2 separate regions of the Zea mays genome follow, and region 1 is linked to region 2. A link is a contact called in public Hi-C data. All regions are on one chromosome and are shown on one strand. The core of a region is the stretch at or near the end of the contact, and the rest is flanking DNA. Distances in the headings are between cores, read along the strand shown.

Region 1 (4,263 bases), core at 57-2,556, 270 kb before region 2:
CCTCTATATCCGCTTTCAACTTCTCGTATAGTTTCTGAAAAATAAATAAATAAATCAGCAGGCCACACAAAACCAGCCCTAATCCAGTTACCTGTCCACGTCAGGCCACTACCCCACCCTCGTGTTTTTTTTCTATTTTCGTTACCATGCATGCAATGCATGAGGACGAAAATGGTTGTTCCACTTCCACGTGACACTGATTACGGCACTTTGGAGTTTGGACTTTGGAGTGTGTTGGAGACTCCATCCCGATGTGCCACTTTGACGTCATCACACACGTCACGCCCAGAGGGACCGGAAAAGAAAAAAAATAGTCTAATCAAAAGCAAAACACTAGAGACAGACAGACAGACATGTACCCTGACTCTTGCCCTCTCCTCCGCGAGCTCCTCCCGCCGCCGATCGCCGTCAGCGTCGTCGTCGTCGCCGGCGAAGTACCTGTCCGGCCAGGGGCACTGCACGGAGTGCCTCCTGCAGAAGGGCACCCAGGCCCTGGCAGCGAAGGCGTAGGCCTTACGGGCGGCGAGCAGCGTGAGCGGCGACCCGGCGTCGTCCGACAGGTACACGCTCAGCTTGCCGCCGGGGTAGTCCAGCGCCATCGCCGACACCACCGTGTTCACCACCCCGAGAGGCGGCTCCTTGTCCGGGTCGGCCGTCACCACCAGCACGTCCACGCGCGGGAGCGCGCCGCGGGGCACCGCCGCCAGCAGCCGGCCCGGGAACGCGGCGCGCGTCACGGGACGCCACAGCCCCGACTGCGACAGCGCCCACACGAACAGCAGCGTCAGGTCGGCCAGCGCCATGGCCACGTGCTGCACCTGCAGGGACCGGGACGCGGGCGACGCGCTGCTGGTTCCAGCAGAGAGCAGCGCCAGGGCGCGCTGGCCGATGACCGTGGCGACCAGCGCGACGTGGACGGCGGCCATGGCGCGGTTGCCCGCCACGAGGCGCCTGTTCACGTACACCGCGCTCAGCGCTGGCGGTGCCGCTTGCGAAGAAGAAGAATCCGGTGTCGTCGCCTTCTCGGCGCCATCCTCCATGACTGATGCTAGCTAGCTAGCTAGCTAGTGGACGCTATGCTAGGCTACGCTGTGGCAGAGTGTCTCTACTAAAAGAGAGCTGGCCGGCCGAGACTGGGACTGGGCATCACCCTACGGCCCTACGGCCTTCAGCTCAATCCGCGTGAATTAAGATGAATTAGAGTATAACTTAAACTAATTTATACTCTGATTTACTTTAACACACGTGGATAATAATTTTTAATCCTAATTAATTCATAATTAGCAAATGCTTACTGTAGCATCATATTAGCGAATCATGGACTAATTAGATTTAATAAATTTGTCTTGTGATTTAGTTTATATATATAATTAGTTTTATGATTAAATTATATTTACTTGTTGGGTATCATAATTAAGAGTAACCAGATTATATCCCTAATCATACCAGAACACTCGAGTACCAGGGAATCACAGAGTAAACGCGCTGCCAGACCTCCAAGATCATGTAGGACCAAATCACGATTCACCCAAGGCTTCGCTTGCCGGCCGCACAACTACGCTTCGTTCGAGCCCATCCTCGGGTGAACGCTACGCCTGCATGGGTCTGCGACTCACCAGGGGCACCCTTGGATGGAAAATGCATATCTGCCTCGCTGAGGGCATCTCGGGCGAGGGTCCAGCCACGAGCCCGTCCTCGACGAAAATTCTCAGAACCTCAGGACGTGCGCATTTAATGCACAATGTACGAACACTGACCCCATCGAAGACAACGAAGTCAACAAAGGACTATGCGACCGCGTTCAAATCTACTTTCACCACCCACAACGACGTGAGGGCGCGAATACCAGACACTATTCCCCCACTTCGGTTACTGTTTTCAACAACACCGAGTCACTACCGGAATCAATAGCTTTGCCGAGTGCCTGAAGCACTCGGCGAAGCATTAAAAACACTCGGCAAAGAAGGCTCGGCAAACAGTACATCGACAAAGCCTTCTTTGTCGAGTGCTTTTTGTCGGGCACTCGGCAAAGATGTTTGCCGAGTGCCAGGGAGCACTCGGCAAAGAAAAGCGGCCGTTACGGCGCTGGGTGATGGAGACGGCGGCTTTGCCGAGTGTCAACGTTGACACTCGGCAACGAAGATATCTTTGCCGAGTGTCTTTCTGGCAGCACTCGGCAAAGCCGTCTTCTTTGCCGAGTGCCAGTTGGGACACTCGGCAAAGAGCCCGCCAGAGAGGGTCCCCATGTCAGGCTCTTTGCCGAGTGTTTTGTGCGGCACTCGGCAAAGCCGACCTCTTTGCCGAGTGCCAGCGACATAACACTCGGCAAAGAACCTAAGCCGGTGCCCAGGTCTGTGCTCTTTGCCGAGTGTAACACTCGGCAAAGTGACCAGTATATACCTTTTTTATTTGTTTTTTGTATTCCATCCACACAAACAGAAGATATCACATACATATCACATATATACATCACAGATATCATCACAGACATAAATAGCCAACACAAACATAAATATCCATCACAAACATAAGTGTTCAACACACGTATTAAACACAAACATAAGTCTCAAACGTCGCAAGCTCTCACATAAGTATCAAACACAGACATAAGTATTATACATAAGTTTTGAAGTCTACAACAATGAAAACACCACTCATGGAGGTGGGCGGTTTGACCTGGGCTGCGTTGGGCTGAACCCTTCCGGAGGGTTGTTGGATGCCGCCCCAGATTGGCCCTGCACAGAGAAGAGATTACATGTGTTATACCAGATGCATTACAAACATGTAACTACAATTTTGATACTCACAGGAGTGTGGAAGAGAGTAGGGTCAACTGGGGGAACAATGGAGGTGACGGAGCGATGCCCTGTGCGGCGCCAAGGCTCTGCATGTACTGGAACATCTCCGCCATCCTCTGATCAGCCGCCGCCCGCTCCGCCATTATCCTCGCCTCCATCTCTTGACGTTCCCTGCTCTCTTCTTCTAGTTGGGTCTGTAATATTACAAGCCAACGTTATAGTAACTCAAAGAGAAGGTATATAACTCAAGAAAGGACGAGTTACATAAGCACTAACCTCGAGTTGCTGTATGCGATGCTGTGAGCTGTCGTGCCGAGGTCGTATGGCTGGACTCGAACCCGTGCTCCTTGCTCTCACCTGAGACAGAGTGGGAGTGGAGGACGAGTCGATTGCCCCGTCAACAATCCAGTACCGCCCATGTCTCTTGCCTCCTCCGACCCTCATCAGCACATCAGGGTCGATCGGCTCGGTGCTCGGATCATAGTCTGGGCCATGGACCTCCTACGCCATGGCGGTGTAGTCATGGAGGCGGCTGTAGACGGCGGGGTTGGTGTAGGCCTCGGGCCCGTCATCCGGGTTGTAGATGACGTCGGACGTCGCCTTACCCTTATGGGCCATAGCATAGGCCGAGAAGGTGGAACAAGGCCTGCCACCATGTGACGCCGACTGCAACAAAAACCAACGAGATAGTTAGAAATAATATCTAACTTAGTGTTATATATCTAAATAAAAAAGGTGGCGTACCCATGCTTCGGCATATTGGCCCAGGCTCCGGCTGCCTTGGTGGTGGGACGGGCCTTGCATCATCAAACGCCGTTCCCGGCTAGCTGTGTGTGCCTCGTCCCACTCAGCCGAACACCACCTATCCACCATCTGCTCCCAGCACAGAGGATGTGCGGTGCACCAATGTGGAATCACCTGCAAATTAAACACATAAAGTGCATATCAGAAGATAAAATAAAATTCATGCATTGAGTACTGGTACCAAACATGCATGACTTTACCTGCAGGTACTGCTCCCTGGTCAACGACATGGTTCAGGCTTGAGGTTTGGTCACCTTCTCCCCAAGGACGGAGCCGTGGTAGGTGATGATGGCCTGGATGCGGGCCTCATAGTGCATGTCCACAACGAGCTTCTTACAGCTCGTGGTGGCCACCACATCCGCCCTAGCCTCGTATCCAGCATCGCATCTGAAGAAATCCTGCATACAAAAACGATGTATCCATACATTATTTCAAGAATTTGCAACGAATGCGACATATTTTACATTATACTAAGACTTACCCACAGCTCTTGCTTCACCCGCTCCGCCTTGTTATTGAATTCCCTGCTGTCCCGGTCTACTGCATCAGGGGCGACGACGTAGTGGTCGAAGGTGAAGGCTGGGCCCGTCACTCCGGCGTACTCGACAAGTCCAGGGAAGTGTTCCCTGCACAGCAGGCCGAGGATGTTGTTGGGGGGCGA
Region 2 (4,435 bases), core at 1,259-3,758:
TTATTTAGCAATACTCTTTACAAGCAAAGGACTTAGTTTTTATACTCCGATAATTGTGTATCTTGTTCTAACCACTAATCGAGGGGTCTAGCTGGGGTGTAAAGTTATAATTTTCAGGTTTCGCCTATCCACCCCCCTCTAGGCGACTTTCACCACCAACTCCCTACAAATCCTGCAGGAGACCACCCCGACTACTGTTCTGACCACTCCCATCATGATTGTGTGTCCAGGCGCAGGCCCGACCATGACCTCAAGAGAAACCTTCGTCCCGCCCGAGCATATCCTCAGCCAAACAACATCGATAGAAGGATGCCCGACGCCACCAACCCTTCTGCAAAAATCGTTGACAACGGGATGGCTATAGAAACCACAGGGCTGGTGTCAAGTCCGCTTTACGCCATACGGGCCGGATTACCATGCACTTTTCACCATACTCATCACTATTTCAACCACTACGGCTCAGACGTCTCGTCCATAAGATGGGTTCATGTACGCATCTGAGGCCCCGACCGTAGCCTTGACTCTCTACTTGGTCAAGATACGGATACAGGAACCAGACATCCACCTCCTGATCAAAGACAACAACCAAGACAAGAACCATTCTAGTGGCCATACTGCTACAGGGGCTCGGGATCACCCCCTCTCAACAACTATGATAAACCTTGTTCTCTTGTGTTCCCCCTTGAGGCTATAAAAGGAGTCTGGGCCTCCATACGACAACACTTCATCGTTTGCCCTCCATGATCGATATTGGCACTAGCATCAATCACTCGTTGAGACTTGGGATCCACTCCCTCTCTCGACCAGCTTGTATCCCCTACTACAAGCATCTAGGTGCAAGATAATATAAGTATCATCCCCTCGCTGAAAGTAGGGCCTTCTATTGCGTGAACCAGGATAAATTTTGTGTCTTCTTGCATCACCCATCTGGACCAGGACACGTAGCACAAATTCACTGGTTGGTTAGGACCCTCGGGTCAAAACACCGACATTATTTGTGGGCCTAGACCGACATGACACAATGTGTGGGCCATGCCTGGGCCTCAAGTCAAGCCCATGGGCCGGTCTGGCACGACCCATTTAGCTTAGACCCATTGAAGGCCACTAAACATAGAGCCCGTATATAAAAAGGAAACCCACTAAACATAGAGTCTGTATATGAAAATGTTTTTAATGATACACCCACGACTATAAAACAACTCCATTTTATTTGTAACTCTGTTTATGTATTACTATTGTATGGATATGTATTGATGTTGCATATATATGGGCCAATCTAGCACACTAAAATATCATAGGATATTTAAGCCGGCTCGACACCGGCCCGACACACTTGACTATTTATGGGTCGATGGCTCGACCCACAATTATGACCATGCTTGCATTATGGGATATTTGAACCCGTCACATATAATTATTTATGGGCCGTGGGCTCAGTCTATATGCGGGCACAACCCGACCTACAATTAAGGCCGTGCTTTAGTGGACATGGGACCGTCTCAATTGTACATGTATAGTCGACAACCAGGGCGAGGCCGCCGTGAGCGGAGGCGGAGAGTGAACAGGGTGCTGGGAGGAATAGTGGGGAGGAAGCCGGAGGGGAAATTCATGGAAACCTGCAACACATATATAAACCTGCACATCCTATCAAGAAATTATTGTGGCCAAGCATGCCATACATACATCTCACTAGTTGTCAGCAAAAAAAAAAAAAAGATTGCTGCTTGTCCAATAGTCTATGGCACTTTGGCATCGATTCCCAAATGATAAGAAAATGCCCTTGTTTTAGTCAGAATAAATATCAAAGCTACAACTTAAGATGCTCACGCAATAGATATTCTGCAGATATTGTCAGTGCACAAGGGAAGCAGCATCTTCCAAACAAGAGACACTACGATATACTCCATAGACCTGCTTTTCTGTTACCAATCAACATCAGGCCTGGCCAAACCTATCTATCTATCCACCAAGACCCATGTTTTCTGCTTGCTTCTCTGCCTCCCACCCAATTATTCACTATAAAAGAGACAAAAAAAAGATAAAAGAGAATCATTTTCAACCGAACGAGAACAACAAATGTTTTCCCTGCAACACGAAGCCAAGTCCCAGATCATTCAAATATTAGACACTACAAAACAAATAAAAACACTACACCATGTATGTTTTTCTTGCTATTCATATTTGAGCATACACACACACAAAAAAAACTATAATATTTGACCTATAGCATAACTTGACGTTTCTCTTAATGGAGAAGAGAAGAGAAGAAACCTAACTGGGAACTAACCTTACAATCAAAAAGTAAAATACTAGCCGTCAAAATCAGCTGAACTACTGCTAGCAGTAGTAAAAGAGATGAGACATGTGACGCCTAACAAATTTGAATGAAGAAAGGGAACAAGGCAATTCTTCAAAAGAGAATCGGATGCTTGATTACCTAGTAGAAAAATAGATGTCACGTTGGGCCTATAAAAGAAGGTGGCACCAAAACATCCCAGCTGCATACCGACCTTCCTTGCATTTTCTCAATACCTTGAACAACTAAGCAAGTCCAATGTCTCATGCCCAGCCCCTTCGTTTACAGGCCCAGTGGAAACACGTCGATATTCAGGATAACCAAGCCAATGCTATGAAGGAACCAGGAACCAGTGGTGGGTATGGCTCCCCAATGAAAGATGACAAGAACAAGGATGTGGATACAATAGCTTCGAACTTCATCAAGCTTAAGCACAGGGCTTGGGCACTCCAGAAGAGCACAACCATGTACCAACCTTCCACTTAAAGGTGTTGCTAGTTCAATAAGTCAATACTATATACTTATGCTTGTCTCTATATAGTCTATAGGTCCTAGTTCAAATAACAGATGCTGCTTGCAGCCTTGGATATTTGTGGAGTGAACGCATTGTTGATAGCATATGGATAAGAAAGTAATGTAATCATCTGGAGATGTGTAATTATGTGGCAATATTATTTGCAACAATGCTGCATGGAGTACTTTCATGTATGATACTGAGGCTTTGCAATTGATTTGCTTCTATTTGGAAATTATAGTAAAGCGTCGAGCATACATATTCTTATAATTATTAGCCAACTCCACGATCAGATAAGAAAAAAAACTGTGGTGTCAAACAGAAATACAGCATTGACAAGAAAGCTGTAGGAGCTTATAGTTGAAGAGTCCTGACATGCTCATACGAGTACCCCAATAAACCAAGGTATCACTGAAGCACACAGCATCTCCCAAGGCTATGGACTGGACATGTGGGACTGTAGCTCCATAGCACATTTGTTTAGTAAAAATTGTCATGTTAAAATGCAACAGACATTACACCAGATCAAATGATTGTGGCATGTAGTAATATTAAGTAATACTGCTGGTGGTTGAAATCATATATAAGCTTATTTGTCCAAGCATTTGTATTTCAGAGCTCCTGAAATTAATAATCGCCAGTAATAACAAACATGGTGTTCAAACTCTGAGCAAGCGCTTTGATTCATCTTAGTCATTTTTGAAGGAAAATCCAACTGTATAACGATCTAGCAAGCAGAAGCAATGATTACAACAACAAAAAAAAGTCTCAAGGACGTGCCAGTTGGCACCTTCCTCTTAAGCTAATAAGTTATAAGGGAATATGCCAGCAGGTCATGGGCTGGAAGTGGCATATACTAAAATTCGACTTAGTTGAACCATATGTCTTTAAAAGACCCAATACCAAGGCTACTTAAAAACAGAAAGCTAGCTAGCAAGCAAAGGTAAGGGTTCACCATAGCCTCACCAATCATTGCTTGGTTGAACCCAATCAAGAGGCAGAGGCACTCTCAATTTTTATTGATTCAAACAGTTTGGCGACGTGGGGGTGCTTGCGGATGTAAATAGGGCATTTGTACAGTAAATCTTGAGCTTCAGAATATCTTCCCTCCGCAAAGAACAACTTGAGAACATGCAGGTAGGCAGCAGGTGCTGGAGAAGTTTTCACTGTCAATGCCTTGAAAAAGTTCCTTGCATCTTCAACTGTCCCATACTTGGCAATGTAAGGAGGAAACGGGTCCGCAAAAGGTGGGAACTTGCAGGTTTTCATTGTCTTGAGAAGGGCCAGGGCCTCCTCAAGTTTGTTTACCCTCAGCAAGTCACCAATTAAATGCTGGCAAGTGCCTTGCCAAGGCCTCAACTCAGCCTTATCCACCATCTCAACAAACAAAGAGTAAGCCTCTTCAACCTTTTCATGGCTACACAGACCTTTCAATATCACATCGAGCACATCGCCATCCGCGTCCAAGCCCTTCTCAATCATCTCGGTGAAGTACTGCACAGCTCTGTCCACATCCCCAGCTACACAGTGCCCTTGGATCAACAGGGTCCAAGTCTTCAAATCTGGGACACACCCTTCAGCCTCCATTTCATCGAGCACCTTGCGAGCATTCTCCAGCTTGTCGG

Evidence for each region. A called contact is a pair of places that touch in the nucleus more often than the background predicts.
Region 1: a Hi-C map of leaf shows a contact between it and region 2, with 8 times the contacts expected there. The contact joins the promoter of LOC103650687 here to the promoter of LOC118476706 in region 2. A contact is called at or near these places in 2 of 25 Hi-C or Micro-C datasets (ear and leaf).

Annotation. Positions count from the first base shown.
Region 1 is chr3:147,099,389-147,103,651 of Zm-B73-REFERENCE-NAM-5.0, reverse strand. It overlaps LOC103650687 (cellulose synthase-like protein G2), which reads right to left and starts at 1,306. Exons shown (of 5, transcript XM_020550344.3): 1 at 360-1,306; 2 at 1-34. The coding sequence starts at 1,040.
Region 2 is chr3:146,830,454-146,834,888 of Zm-B73-REFERENCE-NAM-5.0, reverse strand. It overlaps LOC118476706, which reads left to right and starts at 2,508. Exons shown (of 1, transcript XM_035966327.1): 1 at 2,508-3,045. The coding sequence starts at 2,555. The coding sequence ends at 2,782. LOC100303930 reads right to left here. Exons shown (of 2, transcript NM_001368189.1): 1 at 3,777-4,435; 2 at 1,727-2,016. The coding sequence ends at 3,801.